Regions from separate parts of the Lactuca sativa genome. Here region 1 is linked to region 2. Evidence: chromatin contacts called from public Hi-C data. All regions are on one chromosome and are shown on one strand. The core of a region is the stretch at or near the end of the contact, and the rest is flanking DNA. Distances in the headings are between cores, read along the strand shown. Region 1 holds the start of LOC122194801. Region 2 holds the start of LOC111913879.

Region 1 (5,918 bases), core at 1,502-4,001, 220 kb after region 2:
AAAAAAAAAAAAAAAGCTAGCAAAAGGTAGGAATTACATATAAAGAGTTTGAAAAAAGCACATTTCACCCGCTCTAATCAATTAAGACAAAATTTAGGATTTCTAGCTCTAATCCAAAAGAACCATTGAGACCGAATAGAATCCCAAATTAAAGACTTAATAGGTATGTGGTTGCTAAAAAGCAACATAGTGCAAAAAGACCAAATAAACCAAAACATGGTCAAGCAAGCATCATCCAACCATCTTTTAACATTGTCGGCAAGACGCACTTGATCAATCCAAGCAACCCAAACCGAAAAGAGCTAAAGATTGGAATGTCCAATTCCCACCAAGTTGCAAAAAGTTCCACAAATCCACCGCCATGCCACAAGAAAAGAAGATATGATTGATTGTCTCCACATCAAGATCACATATAGGACACCTAACAGAGCCAATATCAATACCTCTCATATCCAAATTGACTCTAGTAGGGATTTTATTCAAATTTATCCTCCAAAAAAGCACATTCACCTTGGAAGGGAGAAGCCGATTCCATCAAATAGAGCCGATACCAACCTCCAATAATTTGGAATCAATAAAAGACCTAGCAGAAGCGACATAAAATCCCGTAGAAGCATCAATGGATCAAGTCCATGTATCCAGATCAGAATAAAATCTAACTAGATTAATAAACTCCCGTAAACCTGCAAATCGGAGGGTCTCCACACCTCCTCTCGGAGGCCTTCTAAAAACCGAGAACCATTCCAAAGGACGCAATCGATCAGAGACTTTACACATCTTATCATCTAACATGTAAATCCGAGGAAATTGCACTTTAAGACTTCGAGATCCGCACCAGACGTCATCCCAAAACAAAGTATTAGCACCATCACCCACCTTTCGAATGCCAAAGAGAGCAAACCAATTCCTTTCTCTTTGAGATTTTTAGTAGAATTAAGAATTGCAATCTAAGGACTCAACGCAAATCTAGGCATCCCCCTTCTCCCTATAAAACCATCAACACCATAAATATTGGAGATGACCTTTGCCCATAAACAGGCAGGATACAAATAGAACCTCCAAATCCATTTGAATAGAAGAGATCTATTTAAAGCAAAAATACTCCCAATACCCAAGCCTCCAAGCTCTTTACTAGCCATACACTTATCCCATGCCACCCAAGTCATTTTTTATCATTCAAATCACCACAATAAAAAAACTATTCCTCATTGATTCCAAAAGTCCCTCAACAGTCCTCGAAATTTTATAAAGAGACATGTAATAAGTAGGTAAATTTCCAAGAACTATCTTAATCATAGTTAATCTAGCACCAACAGAAAGGCAATTAGCTTTGCAACTAGAGAGCTTCTGCTTGAATTTGTCAATAACACCTTTCCAGTTAGAAATATGAGACATATTGCAACCTACAGGAACACCAAGATACGAAAAAGGCAAAGAAGAGACCTCGTAACTAAGAACCTGCACCATCAAAGTCACGTCCAAATCAGAGACCCCAATACCAAGAATCTTACTCTTTTGGACATTTATTTTAAGACCAAAAGATATAAAAAAAATATCTCAAAAGACAAATCAAACTATTATCATTTCTAAGCGACCCTTCTCCTATGAAGATGACATCATTAGCATACATCAAATAAGAGACAGTAAGGCCACGAGAATAAATAGGGGTACCTCTGAATATACCTATATGTAAGGCTCTACGAATAACAACATGCAAACCCTCCATAGCCAAGATAAACAGAAAATGTGAAAAATGATCACCTTGACGAAGACCCCTACAAATTTTGAATTCATCAGTAGAAGAGTCGTTAATTAAGATAGAAGTCCGAGCATTCATAAGGCAGCATACAATCCATTTTCTCCATTTACACCCAAACCCAAAATCTGCCAAAATAAGATCCAAATAGTCCCATCTAAGAGAATTATAGGCATTTTCAAAATCTACTTTAAAAATAGGCAAGGATCGATTACTCTTATAATACCACTCCATAATTTCATTAAGAATGAGAGGACCATCCAAAATATTTCTGCCTTTAATAAACGCGTATTGTTCACCACTAACACACCCACCAATAACTTTACTTCACCAATTAGCTAACAGTTTACCAATAATTTTGTATTAGCATTCGATTAAGCTAATAGGCCTATAATCAGAAACAAACATAGCATTAGCAATTTTCAGTATCAAAGCTAAAAAAGAAGAATTACACCCTTTAGGAAAGCATGAAGAGATCGCAAAATCCTCCATAGAGCAAACGACATCATCTTCCACAATATCCCAAATGGCTTTTATAAAATTGAAATTAAAACCATTAGGACGAGGAGCCTGATCACTACCACGATCCCACACAACCCTTTTGATTTCATCACACGAGAAAGGAGTCTCCAGATTTGAAGACTGAATAGAAGAAAGCCAATTTAGCATATCAACCCCACACCAAAACCATGAGCCAGAAACAAGAGCGAAACGTTTCCAAAAATGATCAAAAAACTCGACGTTAACAAGACCCAGGTCAACAATCCAACTCCCATCTCGCATAACACCTATACTAACCATCTGTCTTCGCTTCTTTTCAAGAATACCATGAAAAAACTTAGAATTTTCATCACCTTCTACCGTCCATTTAACCTTAGCCTTCTGTGACACATCAATAGCCTCGCGGTTATTAATTTCAGCCAATTTATTAACCGAATCATTTCTACTTCCCACTTGCTCTTTCGTAGCAATTCCACGATCAATGAGACTATCCATGGCAGCCAACTGATTAGAATGGAATTCCTTATCAACATGAAGTCTAACACGATTGGAAGCATTCCAAATTCTAATGACCTTCTTCAAATTTCATAGCTTCTTTTTTAAAAGCAACCATGCCATTAGAATCAAAAATACCATCTTGAGTCCAGGTCTTGACCTCTAGCTCACGAAAATCATCCATAAGTAACCAAGAATTAAAAAACCGAAAAGTAATAAGACCATAATCAACTTTCTTTTGAAACAAGAGAATAGGTCTATGGTCTGGAATAAATTTTTCCAAAATCACAACTTAAGAATCTAGAAAATTTTCAAGGAGAGAATCAGAAATCAGAAACCGGTCAAGTTTGCTCATCTTTTGCACCATCTATCCAACCAAGGGAAATACTAACCCACTTTATCCTCTTTCTATATTTTTTCTCTCTCATTTTCTCTTGTACCATGTGTTTTAAGACTTGTACCTTAGTTATTTTGCATTTTTTTAATTGAGTGGGTTGAGAAAGATATGATCTTCGCGTGTTGTGAGTTGGAAAAGATTAAAAGAAAGAAGGAAAAACTGATGCGACAGTGGGTTAGGAGGGAATGACTCCCTCCTCCCTAATGGATTTTGAGATCCATTTGAAGATTGAAGACCATTAGCATCAATTTTTCAAATGTATGACTAAACCTGTAAAATGGTGCAAAGCAGAAGGATCAAAACTATAATTCACTTTTTGTTTTCACATATACTAGTACCAAAACAACAAGAAGTGGAAATCACATAGATACCATCTATCAAGTTTGTAAAAATTGGATTGAAATTAGGAATTTAGCAACACACAAAGACTATTTATGTAGTTTCCTCTTTATATACGAAACACAATTCACTAAAACTGTTTGATTTTTTACACGTTTTGTTACTTTTCTCATCTTGGGTCAATTTTTTCCTAAGAACATTTTGCCCGACTGAATTCAAAATATTTCAATATGTATGCCATTGTATTTTCGTAGCTTCTTTTTTAGATAAAAAAGAGTATATTTTTTCTTCAAAAGAAAACATACAAGTTGTAAAACCAGAAAATGGAAGGCGCGAGCTTTAGGGATTGAGTGGGGAATGAGGAGGGTTTGTTAGAGGTGTTTTCTCATGATGTGTCATCACTTGCTATGTCCTACATAGATCTTTCTAGGGATTTGTAGGCTTATAAATGTACAACTTATGAAGCAATATGTGCTATTGTTAAGCTACACATTTAACAACTTGTATCTACATGTGACTACTAAGTGGAAATCTTTTCACACACAAGACTCTTCACAAAGGATAGCATGAGCATCTCTATCCACATCTAATTGATTTTTTATTATTATTTCATTTTCTTTATATTGAATGAAATATAATTTATATAATTACGTTCTAGACGCGTTCCAAACATTTCCTTATGTTAATAACTTTCAGATTGATATAAGCAAGTAAGCAAGTTAGGGGTTATGGCATCTCCAAATCAAGATCATTTATATTGTTAAAAACATTTTTAATGAAAATGCTTCGATCTAACTCTATTCTCAACTTCAAAAACAATGTTATAAATAAAATAACATCAAAAATTAGGTTTTACTTATATTCACCAACAAATCTTTTTGTGTCAATATATTAGTCAGGAATAACTCAATCTTTTCTTAAGCGTAGTCCAATTTTTTTTTTTAGGGATAACGTGGTAATATAAAATAATGCAGAAAAAATTACATTAGTAGACGAAATTTTAGAGGTAGCACGGCCTAGCCGTGGCTTCTTAAATTTGTTGATTTTGTTTGTTTTTGTAATGTTTAAAGGTATTTATGGATCGTATATTTCAGCCATCGAAAGAAGTAGGTTTGATGAGGTTGGTTTATTTACTTATAAATTTTAGCGAGACTCATGTATTATATGAGTTTATTTAAAAAAAAAATATGAAATTTTAGCAATTTAAAAGTTTAAATTTATAAGAAAAATAAGAAAAATTTTGAATTATTAAAATTAATGAGGCTTTAATGTATTGAATACATTACATATATAAACAATTTCTAATAAATATTTTACATATATATTACCATACATATTAAATGTGAAATTTTAATTTAATAAAATGAAAAATACAATAAAATGAAAAGTGGAAAATAGAAAACTCAAAAATTCCAGAAAATGTGATGTGTCTAAACGAAGGAGAAGAGGGCATATGATAAAAAGTTATTTATTTATTAGGAAGGATACGGTGCCAATCTTGAATTTTGATATCGGAAATAAAACCAAAATTTTTGGGCTAATTTCTAGGTTTGTTTTTTTCCACAATTAAGAATTAGCCCTTCTATTTTTCTCAGTGACATCGTTAACACCTGACTTCTATGTACACACCAAAACTATTTGAAAATCTTTTTTCTACTATATGCCACTATTATTTTTTCCAGTGTTACACTTAGTATAAAATATTATGTCCATCCCGTATCAGTGGATGATTATCTTAGTGTCATGTGTGGGAGCAGTAGAGATGAAGTCTCGTGGAGTTATTTCTTATTTTAAAATTTGTTGAATATCAAAAGTATAGAAATATAGAATATAAATCAAAGGGGTATATTAGTCATTTTGAAAAATGTCAAATCAAATCCGTAATTTTGAAAATGTCAGACGGTAACCAAAAAGTTGGTAAACAGCGACCATTTTGGTAAATTTAAAATTAACGAAAAACTTGTATAATAGAAACAAAAACTCATTATTCTAAATTGATGAAATCTAGAGACAAAAAAGTATATATTCTAAAATTAACGAAAACTTGTATACTAGGCAGTAGGGAGGATCAACTTGATGGGCTGTAGGATTTGATCAAGTCCAGCCATAGATGAGGAACTTAGCCCATGGATTTGATCTAGCCCGCTATTCACTTTTTGAGCCATTTTTCTTATAACTCTCATGGATTTTTGACCGAATTAAAACACAATTTTTTTTGCCAACCATTTAAAACTGTTTTGTTCTACCCATTGTAACGGTTTCGATTTGTTATTAACTTATTAATTATTAATATACTCATATATTTCGATTTTCCAATAAACATAAAATAGAGACAAAAATATCTTTACATATAAGGGCCCACGGCTTTAAGCTTTTTGTTCTCATCATTATTTTATACTCTTTTTTAGGGATGAAAGTGAGTCCAAATCC
Region 2 (5,875 bases), core at 378-2,877:
TTGGGTTGAGGTTGTACTGCTTCGTGTTGTAGCCAACAAACCCCTATTATGCCAGATATGAGCTGATGGCCAGGAAGGGCATGCCAGATTCATACTGCAGACTCATGAGCATTTTAAATACGAGTTGAAAGTCGGGAAGCTCATGCTAGACTCATACTGAGGGCTTAGCGGTATTCAGTCCAAAGACTGATTAGGTCGGGGAGCAAGCCAGACATAAGCTATGGGCTGAAGGCAAACCAGACTTATGTTGTGGGCTCAGGGGTAATCCAGTCTGTTAAGCTGTGGGCCCATTGCATATTATTATATTTTGTGCTATTTGTTATGTATTGGTATTTTAGGGGAACTCACTAAGCTTTGGGCTTACAATTTTGGATTATATTTCAGGCACCTCAGAGGATCGTATGAAGGCGAAGGCGTGATCGTGCACCTCCTCATATTTTGTTTTTATGATTTTGGGGTTTCTCTGATGTGAAACTTAATTTAAAAACAATTTGTAAACAACAATGGTTTGTGGTTTATTTTAAAAGTTTAAATTTTTCCAGAATTTTTCGAATGTTACAAGTTAGTATCAGAGCCTTGGTTTGAGTGAATTGGAGGAATACTCGTGTGAATCCAGTCTCAAACTAAGGAAAAGGTTTTCAAAATACTTAAGGAGGATGCGATGTGTATGATCAACTAGAGCCAGTAAGTAGACCCCAAAATACCATACTATTATTTGATATCGTGTTATGTTAGAACAACATGCTAGTGATAGACTAGGGATCTTTAGGAATCGCATGATAGAATTGTTTGATTATATGATGACTAATAGCCTAGGTCCTTTATTTTATGGTACCGAGACGGTGACAAAGATCACCAAGATGTTCACAGAGAGGGCTATGTTCTGCCCTGAGTTTGCTGCATCTTAGCAGGATCAGATGACCCGTTACTTGAGCCTGCTCAAGACGAGGATCAGGAAGAATGTTTCTACTCAGCGCTACAGTTCATTGTTGGAGATGCATGGAGCCGTCAGGCGATGTGAGATTGAGATTGATATGCAAACGAGAGAGTAGAGGCCGGCCCCAGCACCGTCGCAACCTGCGCCAAATCGGTTTAAGACCGTTGATGTCATATCTGGGGGCCGAAAGTGCCGCACTTGCGGGAAGTGCGACAAGGCACACGAGGGTGCTTGTTGATCATCGTCGGGGTGCCACAATTGTGGCAGTCAGGGTCACATGGCGAGGGATTGCCACCAGCAGGCTTTAACACTCAGTTCCAGGATTTGTTATCATTACGACCAGGTTGGCAATGTGAAGGCCAACCGTCCATCGCTTTCTGCCAGGCCGGTGTTGGCTCCAACACTGGCTAGTTTGAGGATCACTGACGGGAGTCAGGGCATGGCGGAGCCCCTGAGGCTCGAGGTAGTACTTTCTAGCTCACTGCAGAGGAGGCCAGGAAAGCACTAGATGTTGTGACTAGTATGTTTCTATCCCTTATCTTATTGATTATGTTTGTTTTATGCTCATTTGTTTGTACCTTTGGTAGGTACATTTCTAGTGAACTCATTACCTACTTTAGTGTTGTTTGACTCGGGTGCAAGTCGATACTTTGTTTCTTGGTCTTTCAGTAGGGAGTTTGCTTTGCCCATATGGGGAGTTGGACTGTCCGTTGCGAGTTTCTATATGGGGTTTTTGCTTCGTCCGTTTTTCAGGGTTGCGTTCTGGAGATCTTTGGGGTTTCCTTTTCGATCAATTTAATTCCGATTCCCATGGGAGATGTTTGCGTTATTTATGGAGAGGGTACCAGGTTGGGTTTAGGGTTTTGTTCGGCAACTAGGGATCGACAGTATATTCAGCACTGGTGTGCAGGTTACTTGGCTTATGTGGTGGACACGCAGGTTGGAGATCAGGTGTCGGTTTCTAACGTTCCAGTTGTTAGGGAGTTCCCTCATGTATTCCTGGAGGGGTTACCAGGTTTTCCTCCTGAGAGGAAGGGAGAATTCAGGATCAACATTGTGCCAGGTGCGACCCCTATTGCTAATTCGTCGTACGGATTGGCACCGCCTGGGATGCAGGAGCTGTCATATCAATTGAAAGAGTTGCTAGGCAAGCAGTTCATCCGTCCGAGTAGTTCTCTGTAGGGAGCACCGTTTCTATTTTTCAAGAAGAAGGATGGTTTGCACCGGATGTGCATCGATTATAAGGTGTTGAACAAGTTGTCGGTGAAGAAACGTCATCCCCTTCCACGGATTGATGATCTCTTTGATCAGTTGCAGGGAGCATCTTGGTTCTCCAAGATTGATATGAGGTCTGAGTACCATCAGGTCAGGGTGAGGGAGGAGGACGTGGAGAAAACCACGTTCCGGACTCGTTATGGGCATTACGAGTTCGTGGTGATGCCATTTAGGCTCACCAATGTGCCTGCGATACTTATGGGTTTGATGAATCGGGTATGCAGGTCGATGCTCAATTACTCAGTTATTGTGTTCATTGATGATATCTTGGTGTATTCCAAGACCAGAGAGTAGCATGAGGAGCATCTTCACAAGCTTTTGGGGATTTTGAGGCGATAACAGCTTTATGATAAGTTCTCGAAGTGTGAGTTTTGGTTGCGAGAGGTTCGGTTCCTTGGACACCTCGTTAACCAAGACGGGATTTTGGTTGATCCAGCCAAAATCGAGGTAGTGATGCAGTGGGAGGTTCCAAAATGTCCCTCGGATATCAGGAGCTTTATGGGTTTGGCAGAGTACTATCAGAGATTTATTCAGGATTTCTCTAAGATTGTAGTACCACTCACTCGTCTGATGAGGAAGGGGTGGATTTCTAGTAGGGCATTGAGCAACAGTCCGCATTTGAGACCCTTCGGCAGAGACTTTGCGAGGCCCCAATTTTGACCTTCCCAAAGGGAATTGAGGATTTTGTGGTTTTTTGTGATGCATCCATCATCGGCTTGGGAGCAGTCCTCATGTAAAGAGGATGGGTGATAGCTTATGCTTCGTGGCAGTTGAAGCCACATGAGACGAGATATCCCACGCATGATTTTGAGTTAGAGGCGGTGGTTTTCACCCTTAAGATTTAGAGACATTACCTTTATGGAGTCCTCTGTACTATCTACACGGACCACAAGAGTTTGATGCATATTATGGATTAGCTAACCTGAACATGAGGTAGCACAAGTGGCTGAGCTTAGTCAAGAATTATAACTGTAAGATCCTTTACCATCCGGGTAAAGAAAATGTGGTAGCGGATGCCCTAAGCCACAAGTCGGCTGGATCTTCTATTTCGGTGATATATATATATATATATATATATATATATATATATATATATATATATATATATATATATATATATATATATATATTTGGATTCTCTACTTATAGGTTTGATTAGGGAGGCTCAGACTACGGGTGTTCGAGAGGAGAATTGGAAGATTGAGAGGACCAGGGGTGAGATTACTAGGTTTGTTTCGGATAGTCGTGGGTTGTTGACCTGTTGCAGTCGGATATGGGTTCCTATGTCTGGTGGGTTTAGAAAGATCGTGCTGGAGGAGGCTCATAAGTCTCGCTTCTCTATTCACCCGGGGGCGACCAAGGTGTATCGGGATCTAAGATTGAGTTATTGGTGGCTGTGCATGAAGAAAGAGATAGCTTGATACGTCGAGAGATGCTTGACCTGCAGGATGGTCAAGGCCGAGCATCAGAGGCCGTATGGAACGCTGCAACCTTTGGAGGTTCCCATGTGGAAATGGGAGCAGATATCGATGGACTTTTTCACCAAGTTGCTAAAGACGACAAAGGATTTTGATGGTATTTGGGTCATTGTGGACCGATTAACCAAGAGTGCCCACTTCTTAGCAATTCGGGAGAGCTCGTGGTTCGAGAAATTAGCCGATGTGTATATTCGCGAGATCGTTGCTCACCATGGGGTTCCTGTATCTATTGTTTCAGACCGTGATGTTCGGTTCACCTCCCGATTCTTGCAGAAGTTTCATCAGGAACAAGGCACGAGGTTGCATTTTAGCACAACTTAACATCTGCAGACTGACGGCCAAAGTGAGCGGACCATTCATACCTTCGAGGATATGTTGCAAGCTTGCATTATTGATTTTGGTGGGAGTTGGGACTCCTACCTACCTCTTGCTGATTTCTCCTACAACAACAGTTTTCACTCCAGTATCGGTGCTCTGCCTTTTGAACTTTTGTATAGGCGGAGATTTCGCACCCCAGTCTGTTGGGGCGAGGTTGACCACAGGGTCATCGGTCAGACGAAAGTGGTTCTGCAGACTTCCATGATGATCTAGTAGATCAGATAGAGATTGCAGATTGCACAGAGTCAGCAGAAGAGCTATGCCAATCGACGCCTATTTGAGTTGGAGTTTTAGGTCGGTGACATTGTTTTGCTGAATGTCTCACCTTGGAAAGGTGTGATTCGCTTCAGGAAGAGGGGGAAGTTGGGTCTCTGATTTCTTAGACCATTTTAGTTTATTTCCACGGTTAGCAAGGTTACTTATAGATTGGATTTTCCGGAGGAGCTCAGTCAGATTCATAGCACTTTGCACGTTTCACAGTTGTGGAAGTGCATTTTAGACAATGATGCAGTGGTATCATTGGATGATATTCATGTTGATGAGCGCTTGAAATATGTCAAGAGGCCGGTATCTATTATAGAAAGGAATGTAAAGGTTCTACGTAGCAAGGAGGTACCTTTGGTAAAGGTACAGTGGCAACATCAGAGGGGATCCGAGTGGACTTGGGAGCCAGAGGCTGAGATGCGGGAGCATTGTGCGGATTTGTTCATCGCAACAAGCTTTAAGGACAAAGCCTAGTCCAAGTCAGGGAGAGTTGTACATCCTCATTACCAGGTATGAGATTAAGTATTTAAAAGCCAAGTTTCCCTTGGAACTCATCGAGTTGATGGCCTCAACTCGACGTGTTGAACGACTTTGGGCCGCACATGTTTTTTAACCAACTCGACGAGTTGGAGAGGAAAACTTGACGAGTTGGCAGCTTAATGAGAAACCCTAAATTTTAGGGTTTGCACCTAATATAACCTCCTTAAGTCTTTGAGACTGATATTTTATCAGCCTCCAAACCCTAATATCGGCCTTGTAACCCTAATATTCATTTCCACCTTATTGTGTGAGTTAGTGTATGGCTTTTTGGAGTAAAGAGGGAGAAGATTAAAGGAAGGAGGCAAGGATCTTGCAAGCTAACCTCACATCTGCAGTTCGGCACTCTTTGGACCATTGTAGGTATTCAAGATATGAATTTTAATCTATTTATGTAGCTAGATCTTGAGTTTGGTCCCTTTTATGCCTTTTTATTAGGTGTTGCAATGGATGGGCTGCATAAAGTTTGCAACTTTATGAATCTCCAGGTCAAGGTGACCATGGAGTGGGTTAGATCTTGTCCTTTGCCAAGTTTTGATGCCATGCATGGAGTTTAGGTTATATTTCCCCTTTTTGGCTTATTTTTGGTTCAAGACATGCATTGGACATGCATGTCTATAAAGCACCCACCTTTGGGACGTTCTAAGGCATGAATCTCTCCTCGATTAAGTTGGGTTCTAGATCTCAAGGGTTTATGCTTAATGGTTAAGCCTTTTAGTTTTCAACGCTTGTGGAAGGGTTTTTGAGCATTTAGAGTAGTCCCAAAGGATAAAGATGGAAACTTTATCCATGTAGACACATTTGGAGTTTAGATCTGAGCCTTAAAGTCCCTGAAATCGAGGAATTAGCTGTATATGTTAAGTTGGGGAAAACTCAACGAGTTGTCCTGACAACTCGGCGAGTTGGCTAGGGTTTTCCCTGACTTTCTGAGTTCTGTAGAACTCGACAAGTCCATGAGGTACACTCGACGAGTTGGGTCAACATGGATTATTGACCTTGACCGTTG

What was found. Hi-C and Micro-C count contacts between places; a contact is called where the count stands out from the background.
Region 1: a Hi-C map of leaf shows a contact between it and region 2, with 4 times the contacts expected there. The contact joins the promoter of LOC122194801 here to the promoter of LOC111913879 in region 2. A contact is called at or near these places in 2 of 4 Hi-C or Micro-C datasets (both in leaf).

What each region holds. Positions count from the first base shown.
Region 1 is chr6:6,741,599-6,747,516 of Lsat_Salinas_v11, forward strand. It overlaps LOC122194801, which reads right to left and starts at 2,752. Exons shown (of 3, transcript XM_042896032.1): 1 at 2,163-2,752; 2 at 1,850-2,057; 3 at 1,177-1,458. The coding sequence starts at 2,752. The coding sequence ends at 1,177.
Region 2 is chr6:6,524,289-6,530,163 of Lsat_Salinas_v11, forward strand. It overlaps LOC111913879, which reads left to right and starts at 1,628. Exons shown (of 1, transcript XM_023909593.1): 1 at 1,628-2,119. The coding sequence starts at 1,628. The coding sequence ends at 2,119.